Regions from separate parts of the Mus musculus genome. Here all the other regions are linked to region 1. The links are chromatin contacts, called in public promoter capture Hi-C maps. All regions are on one chromosome and are shown on one strand. The core of a region is the stretch at or near the end of the contact, and the rest is flanking DNA. Distances in the headings are between cores, read along the strand shown. Region 1 holds the start of Hltf (helicase-like transcription factor). Region 2 holds the start of Dnajc5b (DnaJ heat shock protein family (Hsp40) member C5 beta). Region 3 overlaps Pde7a (phosphodiesterase 7A).

Evidence for each region. Promoter capture Hi-C pulls out the DNA fragments that hold promoters and counts their contacts.
Region 2: a contact with region 1 is called in a promoter capture Hi-C map of hippocampal neurons, with 6 times the contacts expected there. The contact joins the promoter of Dnajc5b here to the promoter of Hltf in region 1. A contact is called at or near these places in 21 of 39 promoter capture datasets (the 3T3-L1 cell line, 3T3-L1-derived adipocytes, the C10 cell line and 12 more), 7 of 484 Hi-C or Micro-C datasets (the G1E-ER4 cell line, the HL-1 cell line, cerebral cortex and 2 more), 7 of 115 datasets of contacts at active chromatin or transcription factors (astrocytes, embryonic forebrain, embryonic stem cells and 3 more) and 1 of 9 other capture datasets (macrophages).
Region 3: a promoter capture Hi-C map of 3T3-L1-derived adipocytes shows a contact between it and region 1, with 4 times the contacts expected there. The contact joins the enhancer-like site here to the promoter of Hltf in region 1. A contact is called at or near these places in 9 of 39 promoter capture datasets (the 3T3-L1 cell line, 3T3-L1-derived adipocytes, the C10 cell line and 5 more), 3 of 115 datasets of contacts at active chromatin or transcription factors (bone marrow-derived macrophages, large pre-B cells and memory CD8 T cells) and 1 of 9 other capture datasets (liver).

The regions. Positions count from the first base shown.
Region 1 is chr3:20,056,121-20,059,598 of GRCm38.p6, reverse strand. It overlaps Hltf (helicase-like transcription factor), which reads right to left and starts at 1,788. Exons shown (of 25, transcript NM_009210.3): 1 at 1,592-1,788; 2 at 493-700. The coding sequence starts at 1,611.
Region 2 is chr3:19,507,299-19,510,995 of GRCm38.p6, reverse strand. It overlaps Dnajc5b (DnaJ heat shock protein family (Hsp40) member C5 beta), which reads right to left and starts at 2,401. Exons shown (of 5, transcript NM_025489.3): 1 at 2,290-2,401.
Region 3 is chr3:19,239,127-19,242,845 of GRCm38.p6, reverse strand. Pde7a (phosphodiesterase 7A) reads left to right here. Exons shown (of 13, transcript NM_001122759.2): 5 at 1,637-1,700. Among named protein-coding and RNA genes, the nearest start is that of Mtfr1, 53 kb to the right of the region's middle. Within about 2 kb of position 1,510, at least 51 of the 459 cell types and tissues checked have an H3K27ac peak or open chromatin away from gene starts, as enhancers often do. A contact at or near this core is called in memory CD8 T cells, where this site is marked.

The DNA.
Region 1 (3,478 bases), core at 539-3,038:
TTTTGTTAGAAACTTTCTCATAATAAATTAAATATCATTAGAATTATATTACTAAATAACAAAGATGCCCTTAATAAAGATTATTGTTCAAAGAAAATTATATATATATATATATATATTCTCAATCTGTCCATTTTCTTTCTCTCACACACATTTTCACATACATTCATTTCAGAGAACAGGAATACATAAGAAAGAACAAGGACTGTTTTTACTACAAAAATGAATAACCTAATGCAAAACATGATGGATTTGAAGTCATTTCTTAAATTTACCACGTTCCTCAGTAATCACAAGGACCAAATGTGTGGGCAAAAGTGCTTTATAAACTATAAGCATAGGAGAAAAGTAAGAAGTTAATCAGTTAGTCAAGGTATTTATGACTAGCCTTTCATTCAAAGTAAAACATTCATTGTATACATCACCTTTTACTATAACTTACTGTTAAAACCATAAACATACCATAATTTTATTATCTAATCTTTTACTTACAACTCCTGTGTAATAGCGTAGTCCAACAACTTGTCCTCTCATAGTTCCAAATAAAACCAAATCTTGCTCTTCATCACTCGTTAGGAAGTCATCTGGAGGAATAATGTCTTGGAATTCAAAATGTGGCAAGAAAGTTGAGTATGAAAGTCTTGGAATATTTTCGTGTGATCCATACTGGACAGACTGCGAATACTTCCAAACAGGACCCCTGTTTTAAAACAAAACAAAAAACCAAAAACAAAACAGGACTTGTTTTTCTTTTTTTGGTTTTTCGAGACAGAGTTTCTCTGTATAGCCCTGGCTGTCCTGGTCCCCTAACCCCTTCCCCTCTTCTCTTTCCTTTTCTGAAACTGGGTTTCTCTGTGTAGCCTTGGCTGTCCTACTCGCTCAGTAGACCAGGCTGGCCTCAAACTCAGAGATCCACCTGCCTCTCCCTCCCAGGTACTTGGCTACCACTGCCCGCTATGAAAATAACTTTAAATTTTAACATAAATGCATCCACAGCATCCTCTGCTTTAACTCCTTTGGAACAGAACACATTTTAAATCGAGCATCTAAATTGTGACACTATAGAGAACTGACCTTGAAGCCCCATTATTTTAAAGGATAGGGATAATTGTTGCAAAAATGGGCATGAAAACCACAGTAGATGATGAAAAGAGGTGTTTGCTGGAAGCCTCCTAGAAGATGTAGTTCTCCTAAAAACACACGGGGCTATCAAGTCGCGAGTTTCCCTCTCAGCTCCTCTGCAAATATGCTTTAGTGCGCTTTTGCATAGTGCCGGGAAATACAAGTTGGAAGCTGTTACCATAACAATGCCTAGCGAACAGTGGGATAACATTGGTGAATAAATCACCCCCCGCTTCCACCCCCCCCGCCACCCCCCCCCCCCCCCCCCGCCAAGCCCTTGACGCAGATTCTCCGAGGTCGCAGCCACTCTGGTCAGCCGCGACAATGCATTGGTGCCTCCAGGAGCAACACCGGCAAGCGACCCGCAGAAGGGATGCAAACTGCACCTATAAAGCGCCCGGGCGCGCACCTTCACTAGAATAGAGCGCAGAGCAATTGGCCTCACGCCCAGCCCCCCTCAGCCCTTCACCTCGTGAACGTATAGGACATGGCGCGGGGCGGGGTGACTTCGGGATGCCCTGGGCTCCCCAGATCTTCCCAGACAGCCTGATAAAGCTCCTCAAGGCGTCGTGGCCCAGGCGCCGGAATCCAAATCAGAACCGCCAGGCCGCGTCCGCCCGGTGAGACGTGTCCACACCACTCCTTCCTGCAACAGTCTGAGAAACCGGTGACGTTCTGCGATCGGCACCGCCAGGGCCCAATCCAAAGGAAGAGTCTACGAAGACCAACCAATCACAATACAAGAGGGTGGGGAGCTCCGCCCAGTGCTGCGATTCAAAGGCAGTGCGGCGCGTCCGGGTTCTACCTGGTTCTTCCGCAGTCCGAGACGCCTTGCACGGTAAAACATCGAGGCTTCTTGAGTGAGCCACAGGGCTCAAGGTTCTGACGGACTAGGGGGAAAGAGGTCTTCTAGCCACTGCCCTAACTCCTCAAGGATGTCCCCATAGGTCAGACGCTCCCTATCTGATGGAATGCCTAACAGGGCCTACTCCAGTAGGAGCCCTGGGTGGGATACCTGCATTTCCTCTGCTGAGCCCTGACTCTATTTATTCTTAGCGACCTCCGTGTATGCGAGACCCTGAGTTCTGGAAATCTGAATGAGAACTTACGAATTTCCTTCTCCCATCTCGCTTTTATTGTGTTTAAAGAAATTTTTTTCCCTTGGTAGAAGAAAGCCATAAAGTAATACAACCTTATAGCTCTTGCTGAAAAAGGCAGACTGGTCCAACATTAGTTGTAAGGTCCGAGGTGGTGGCTGGGGCTACGTGTGTTTTCTTAGGAAAATGAAGGAGGCACTATAAAGAAACTTTTTTTTTCTCTCTTTTTTTTTTTAATTAGGTATTTACTCGTTTACATTTCCAATGCTATCCCAAAAGTCCCCCATACCCACCCACTCCCCCTTTTTGGCCCTGGCGTTCCCCTGTACTGGGGCATATAAAGTTTATATGTTTATACTTTATAATCTAAAGGGACATTTCACTTTGGAGTTTTGTATGCAACAGTATCAGGCAAGGTAAAGGTAATTCCAGCATCTTGAAAGACCATAAAACTACTTTTGATGAAGCAGCCATTAACTGCTGCATCTTCTGCTGCACCAACAGTAGGAAGCTAAAGGTATTGCCCAGCCAAACATAATAGGGTGTGCTGTAAACCATCGGAATGTCTAGATGTGTTTGTAAACATTTTAAACACTGGAAGTCATCCTTCCTAGAGTGGTCCATTTTATGCTTCCATCAGCAGAGGATGAAAGGTGGTCAGTAAGATGTTTTAAGAGGCACATGTTCATTGTCTTAAATATTGATGATCTGTGAACTAAAAGTAAAATGTGACCATTTGAGGATTGTCTGCTGGAATGGCACCCTAGGGAATGCTATGATAAAAAGAAAGGAGAGAGAGAGAAGCAAAAACAAGAAAACTAACTTTAACAGTATTAAGAGACAATTTATGCTGGAGGCAAATATCAGTCATTGGCCTGGGAACACAGAATTAGGCCACCCCAAGTGCTATGTTTCAATTGAAGCCATTTCATGAAGCTTTTATACTAACAGGACAAAGAAAGTCATAAATCAAGATACTTTCCAAATATATTTGGTGTGACCATTAGGTAGGTGGGAAAGAGTATTACAGGGAACCTTTATTAGAGACCTAAGATACTGACATTATCCTTAGCTGTTTAGTTTGCTGAGTGGTAGCACTGTATGTACATTCCAAATGATTTACCCTGTGGTCACAGAAACATGTTAAGTGCAGAGGAGGACAATAAGTAGCAATTAAGAAGGCTAGAGATGGCCTAAGAAAATTTGGCTCTGGGTTTGCAGCATTTGAAATGCTGCACAATCATTGTAGCTCAGTTAAT
Region 2 (3,697 bases), core at 1,152-3,651, 550 kb after region 1:
TGTGCCTATATGTACTTGTGTGTGTATGAACATGTGGGGCCAGAAGTCAAATCTGAGTTCCTCTATCCATCTCCCAAGTCGTCGTCATCATCATCATCATCATCATCATCATCATTGATGTAGCATCTCTTAAGAAACCTCAAGACTACTAGTTAAGGAAGACTAGCCAGCTAGTAAGCAGCACAGATCCTCCTGCCTCTCCATCCCTAGCTCTCTGCTCACAGGCATGTACCAACACACCATTTTTTTTCCCCATGAGTGCTAGGGATCGGAACTCTGCCCTCGTGTCCGCGTGTAAACAGGTTAAGGCAGAGCCGTTTCCCCAGCCCATTTTTTTTTGTTTGTTTTCTTTGTAATGGGCTGTATCTAGTCAGTTTTCAAGACAAGGTAGCTTGCTAAACTCCCTGTGGGTTTTTTTTTTTCATCATTATCTCAAACTTTTGGATGGGTTTGGGGGTCTTGACCGCACATCTGTTAGTCACGAGGCAGTGCAGAGGCTAAAGGATGAGCAATGTTACCTTTAGACACGGTCCGCAGTTACCGATAACCGGTGCGGGAAATGAGGTGTTCTCATTTTTCGAGTATTCTAAGCTTGGAAATGCACAGAGTTAGCTCAGATATAAACTAATTTAACATGAGTCAAGGACAGCGTGTACTGGAGCTAGCTGACAAGACTGGAGCTGTGGCTCCCAGACAACACACTTCCCTGTGCTGCTGTCCTCAGGACAGGAGGGGCTGGGGCAGTTTCCTACATGATCTCCCTACAACTCTAAAATCCTGTGCCACGTGGCAAAGTTCATGAATATTCCAGTCAATAAATGTAAATACAGATGAGTTAGGAAATTATGTTTTCTGTTTATTGGCTTACATAAAGCCTAAGCCTGGCTTTTCGGTGTCTATAGAATGAAAGAAGTCTAAAAACTGATCAGTGAAAGTTTAGTTTTCAGAGTCTTAAGAAATTGGACCATAACTCAATTGTGAAAAATCATAGCAACCTTCCAGATGAAAGTTGAATGTGTGCTATACAGTGAGCAGGCACTTCTGCTTTGCTCTGGGTCCCTCAGCAGAGGCAGGCGGATTTCTGAGTTCGAGGCCAGCCTGGTCTACAAAGTGAGTTCCAGGACAGCCAGGGCTACACAGAGAAACCCTGTCTCGAAAAAACAAAACAAAACAAACAAACAAACAAATGTCTCACATGCTATGGGTTACTGCTGCTTTCGTAGAGTGTCGGGGCCCTGGTCTTACTGCTGTGATACACATGCATGATTGTTGGAAGCTGAGTGAAAACTGTATCCCAGGTGGATTTGATCCCCTTTCTTGTCTACTGTGCCTGGTGTGTCCTGTAGGTTACTGATCCGAATCAGAGCCCCAGGCTGCTCCTTCCACAGTGTCCTAACACGGCTCTTGCAGACCATGATCAGAAAAGCCTGTTTGAGTAGTCCTAGCCTCTGACTGTGGAGTTGCTCTGTGTTAAGACCCAAGGGAGTCCAAACAGAGATGAGTCAGGGCCTGGCACCAATCCTAAGCTCCGCCTGCTGCTAAACAGAACGGCTATTTGCTGTCACTTGGAGTCTTTCTAGGCCTCCAGGAAGAAACAAATACTTTAGAAGCCAAAACCCCAAAGCAAAGTAAAGAAAACAGAACTGTTCACACGTCCAGCAACGATTCACTGCTGAGTCCCTAGACATGGGAGGAGTGGAGTAGGGGTAAAAGCAGATGAACTGTGCAACTTGACTTCTCAACCACAAGGCCTCTCTCTCTTCCACTGTCCCTAGGGGTGGCCTTTTGCCTCTGAAGTCTTGGAATTTCAAAACTAGACTTTGAAGTTAATCTCTATTGTTAACCCATAATACACCTTTCTCCTCCTTATATTAATTTTTGTTGTATTTTTAAAACCATCTCTATTAAAATTATTCTTTCACTTAAATATTTAAAATATTCACTCTTCTCTGTCATCCTGGGAGAAGTCACTAAAAACCAAAACTCCTGTGTAGAAGAATATCATAGAATGAGTGAGTCCCTTTAGAAAATAACCACGAACTGACCACTGGAGACACCAGTGCTTTTTGCACTTTCCCAGAAGTTGAGGAGGGGCCAGTGGTTATCTGAGAACTTTATAAATGCCTGTGTTTTGTGGCTTCATAGCCTCCTGGATATACCAGCTTTACTTCTGCTGGAAGCCCCTCTGGATTCCTACCATCCCTTAAAAAAAATAGGTACCCGTGTAAGTGTCTTCTTTTCCTTTAGACACTATTGAGTCCTGTGATTAGCTTAGCAAAAGTCATGTACCTTGTACCTGAACTGGAGGCATGGCTGGCTGATCCTTCTGGGTCCTTCCACGAGTGTTCTTCCCCTGCTCTGTCAATAACTGAGCCTCCGTTGCTTTTCCTTCTCAGATGCTAAGCTCTAGTCTATGCTGGGTATTGTGATGTCATAGACTAGAATTTTCCCTACCCCCACTACCCAGCTGAGATCTTCCCACCCACATCACTAACAGTCTCTCAATTTTCATTTACTTTAGCACTCAGGACCTTTTGAAATCTCCGGAAAGAAACATTGAAGACTGTGGTGGTTGGAATATGCTTGGACCAGGGAGTGGCACCATTAGGAGGTGTGGACTTGTTGAAGAAAGTGTGTCACTATGGGGGTAGGCTTTGAGAGAGCTTCCTACTAGTTGCCTGGGGATGCCAGTATTCTGTTTATCTTTTTTTAAAAAAATTTTTATTAGGTATTTTCCTCATTTACATTTCCAATGCTATCCCAAAAGTCCCCCATACCCTCCCCCCCCCACTCCTCTACCCACCCACACCCACTTTTTGGCCCTGGCATTCCCCTGTACTGGGGCATATAAAGTTTGCAAGTCCAATGGGCCTCTCTTTCCAATGTTGGCCTACTAGGCTATCTTTTGATACATATGCAGCTAGAGTCAAGAGCTCCGGGGTACTGGTTAGTTCATTATGTTGTTCCACCTATAGGGTTGCAGATCCCTTTAGCTCCTTGGGTACTTTCTCTAGCTCCTCCATGGGGGCTCTGTGATCCATCCAATAGCTGACTGTGAGCATCCACTTCTGTGTTTGCTAGGCCCCGGCATAGTCTCACAAGAGAGCTATATCAGGGTCCTTTCAGCAAAATCTTGCTAGTGTATGCAATGGTGTCAGCATTTGGAGGCTGATTATGGGGTGGATCCCTGGATATGGCAGTCTCTAGATGGTCCATCCTTTTGTCTCAACTCCAAACTTTGTCTCTGTAACTCCTTCCATGGGTGTTCTGTTCCCAATTCTAAGAAGGGGCAAAGTGTCCACACTTTGGTCTTTGTTCTTCTTGAGTTTCATGTGTTTTGGAAATTGTAACTTATATCTTGGGTATTCTAAGTTTCTGGGCTAATATCCACTTATCAGTGAGTACATATCATTTGAGTTCTTTTGTGATTGGGTTACCTCACTCAGGATGATGCCCTCCAGGTCCATCCATTTGCCTAGGAATTTCACAAATTCATTCTTTTTAATAGCTGAGTAGCACTCCATTGTGTAAATGTACCACATTTTTTGTATCCATTCCTCTGTTGAGGGGTCTGTTTACCTTTCTGAACAAGATGTAGAACTCTCAGCTCCTCCAGCACCATGCCTGCCTGGACACTGCCATGCTTCCTGCCATGATAATATTGGACTGAACCTCAGAACCTGTAAGCCAGCCCCAA
Region 3 (3,719 bases), core at 261-2,760, 820 kb after region 1:
AATAGAACATTAAGTAATGAGTTGATCAGCAGGACAATCAACTTTAAGCTAGCACAGAGTTGGGTGCTGGGAAGAATGTGAGCCCGGGCCTGATCTGATGCTTTAGTGCTGTTGATAAGGACACCGGGGTCTGTATCTCACTACAGATGTGCTTGCCCCATAGTTCCATACAGACAGCTCAGGAAGGTGGGGCCATCTTTTTCAGTCAGATGATATTGAAGGTTTAGCTAATCTTAACCGAAATGGTATTAGTAAGAATTATTTACTTTATTCTTACAGACTTTTCAGGAAATGTCTTAAGTAAGATAGAAGTGAAATGGGTTTGGTTTTGATCAAATGGGATTTCATATAATCTTGAATTTTAATGTACCTGAACTTATTTGTTCCTTAAATTTTACAGGCCAGATTTCTAAAGTTATATAGACTGGCTGCAGGGTGTCTTCTTTGAAGTTTCATTACAATATAAAGAAAAGAATCATTCCCTGCTTAGTAGATCAGTCAGTGGGAACTGTTGACCTGCTGTCGCGGTTAGAGTGTTGACCTGTGTGTTATTGCTGGTTCCTGACACTGTGCTTTCAACCTTCACAAGTGTCACACTAATATTACTTGTGGTGTTTAATTCTTCATCTTATACCACAGCAAACTTAGGGATACAAAATAAAAACCTTTACTTTAAAAGCGCACACTTCTGTGCCGTGGACTTTGGATGTGTTTGTTGTCTACAGTGTGTATCATCCTCAGAGCTGACTGCTTTACTGCTAGGTTTGAATGATATTTAAAGATTGTCAATAAATACCCCAGAATTCAGCAAAAGAAAAGAAAGAAATGGTTAGCAAGCCATGCATGCCTTTAATCTCCCAGCACCCAGGAGGTAGAGGGAGAAAGATCTCTGTGTTCGAGGACAGCCAGAGCTATGTAGAAAGACCCTGTCCCAAAATAGCAAAACAAACAAACAAACAACCCTGAACAGCAAATACTTGAGTGACAGTGTGGTGTGGGTTTACTGTGCTCTCCAAGTCCCTGACCTTGGACTCTTCAGTCACCATGACAGCTTTCTGCTACAGCTGAGCCATGGTACTTACTGCCTGTTCCCAGGAGTCGGTGAGGCTTGAGTGCCTCGCCTGCTCACCAGGTACCCAGTAGAACTCGCTGCCAGACTTTTAAAATCTGATTTAAGACTGCAGCACATGGACTATTTGATGGTGAATTGTTTCAGAATTCTCCTAAATTTGTAGGCCATAGGAACAGGGTGGAAGACTGACCTGACCTCTCTATGATTAACTGAAAAACAAAAGAATTTGTTCTCAAGTGGAATTTATTTCTCTAGAGAATATTTGAGCCAGTGGAAAGAGTCATAACTAAGAAGAGGCTGAGAGCAGAGTGTGGTGGCACACTCTGGTACGCCCCATTCTTGGGAGGCTGAAGCAAGAGAATTGCCGTGAGCTGTAGACAGGGCTGTACAGTGCAACCCTGCCCACAAACCTAGAACAGAACGTGAACGAAGGTAAATGATCTCGGCGTCTCTCAAAGCCAGTCAGCCACTTGGTCGTTTCCATGAACGTTGCTATGGTCTATCTGCCGAAAGTGGGTCTTACTGAGATTAAATTACAGTAGAAATGTTTGGTTTTCATTTCAGTGTATGCTGGAAAAAGTTGGAAATTGGAATTTTGATATCTTTCTGTTTGATAGACTAACAAATGGTAAGTGAAGCATTTGACAATACTCGAGTTTCTGTGGTCATTCGCCTATGTTGAAGCTTTAGTGTGCTCTGTCCTTGCTGTCATTCACTTGGACTGTGACCCTGTGCCAGCATTTTGTCTTTGTTAGTCACTTTTCAAAAAAACAACAGAAATCATTTCACAATTTTTGTTTTTACTATTAGTCTTGACAGTAATCACTTCATCATGACTGGACCAGTTGGCAGTTATTACTGCCGTTTTTAATAACTCAGCCTGAGTCTCACTGCAGTCTTCATTTTCTCTTCTCAGTTTCTTCAGCGTGTGACTGTTTACAGTGGCATCTTCTGACGCAGTTTTCCATGTAGTTAGATTTTTCCCAAAGGCCTGCTCCCCCAAGCTGCTTGCTTTCTTGAGTGTGCTGGCCCCGAGCCTTTTTTCTTACCTGCTGCAGAGGATTAGCGTGGTTCCACAGCCTGCCTTTGGCACTGCCTCCCCACGCTGGAGAAGAGCGTATCGTCAGACTCTGTGACAGTTAAGAGAGGTTTGGAGAAATGTTACATAGGTCATTCTAAGCTCTCCTGCCCCAGCTGAGCCCAGCTTTTATGTGGGGTTGATATTGCTTTTTTTTTTTTTAATTCTCTTTATAATCAAAACTGGGTTCTATTTGGAAACTTTTTTTTTTTTAAGAATAACATATTTGACAGATTCTTGGTGATACTTACCTGTCTTTGCCCCTTTGCCAAAGTAGGTTTTTAATAGAATTACACAAAGAATTCAGTTTTTCTGTTGCTAGGGACGGAGTAATGTGTCCCCTGCTTGACTTTAAAGTTACCTGCTTTTCTTTTCTTCTAGAAATGTGTTTATTTATGGAGGTGTGTATGCACATGCCCACAATACACATGTGGAAGCCAGAGGATAGCATGCTGTTGTGGGTTCTCTTTCCTGTCTATGGATTGCAGGGTTCCAACTCAGTTTGTTGAGCTTGTAGATACAAGTACCTTACCCAGTGACCGCTGCCACCTTCCCCAGCACTGCTGTGGTTGTTTGGGTGTCACTGTTACTTTCTCGAGAAGGGCTCTACCTGCCCTGCTTATCTCTGCACTGCAGACAGGAAGTAGATGAGCCTGAAGGGCAAGGTGGTGGGGACCTTAAGGTTTGCCTGTGTCGGAACAGCGCCAGGCATCACTGCTCTTCCCCTGTCGCTATCTTTTACCCTTGGGTGCTTTGTGTCCTGTTGCTCTCTCTGCCTCTCGCTGGCTGCATCTAGCCATGGTGCCCTAACGAAAAGGCAATTTACCTTCCTCTAGGCCTTGTGGGGATTGTTCTTTCTCTTTTTCTTTCTTTTTTTTTTAATACAAGCAGTGAATTATTAGATGCCCACCTCCTTCAAGATTTGTGAAATTTTTCTTTTCTAACTCAACACAAACATAACTTCAGTTATTATCATAAGATAAATATAGATGAAACAACACCAGCCATAACATTTTTAAAGACTAGCCTTATATAAACTGATAGCTCATAGTCTATTCTTGGGCTGCTAGGATGCCTGCCATTCCTTAATATAGTTGCTCTTTTCTAAATTTGATTTTTAAAAAGTGCACAACCTGTTAGTCAGGGTCTTAGGATGAAAGCTAGTGAGTGTGTCTGTATTCTATGTCAGCCACAGTTGCTTTCCGTAGACCACCCTGTTTGAACTGGCTTTGTGGAGAAGGTGGCCCAATTACTTGGTCCTAGATAAAACCACCTATTGTTAGCTACCCACCTTTGCTTTTATAGGAAGCTAACTATAGCCCCTGGAAACCACAGAGATTTTCTACTTGAAGAAATGTAATTGAACAAATGGGCAGGAAAAAAACTGTTCTTCAACTTGCATTATGTAGTTGAAATGGTTTCCTTTTAGAACTAAAATTATACATGATTTGTGTTTACCATATCCAAGTTCATAGTTGCCCCTGCTTGCTTATTGACCCAGTGGTTCTTTATAGTTTTACTCTGGTACCCTCTTGGTAGTACAGGGGAGAAAACAGGCAGGAGGGGACA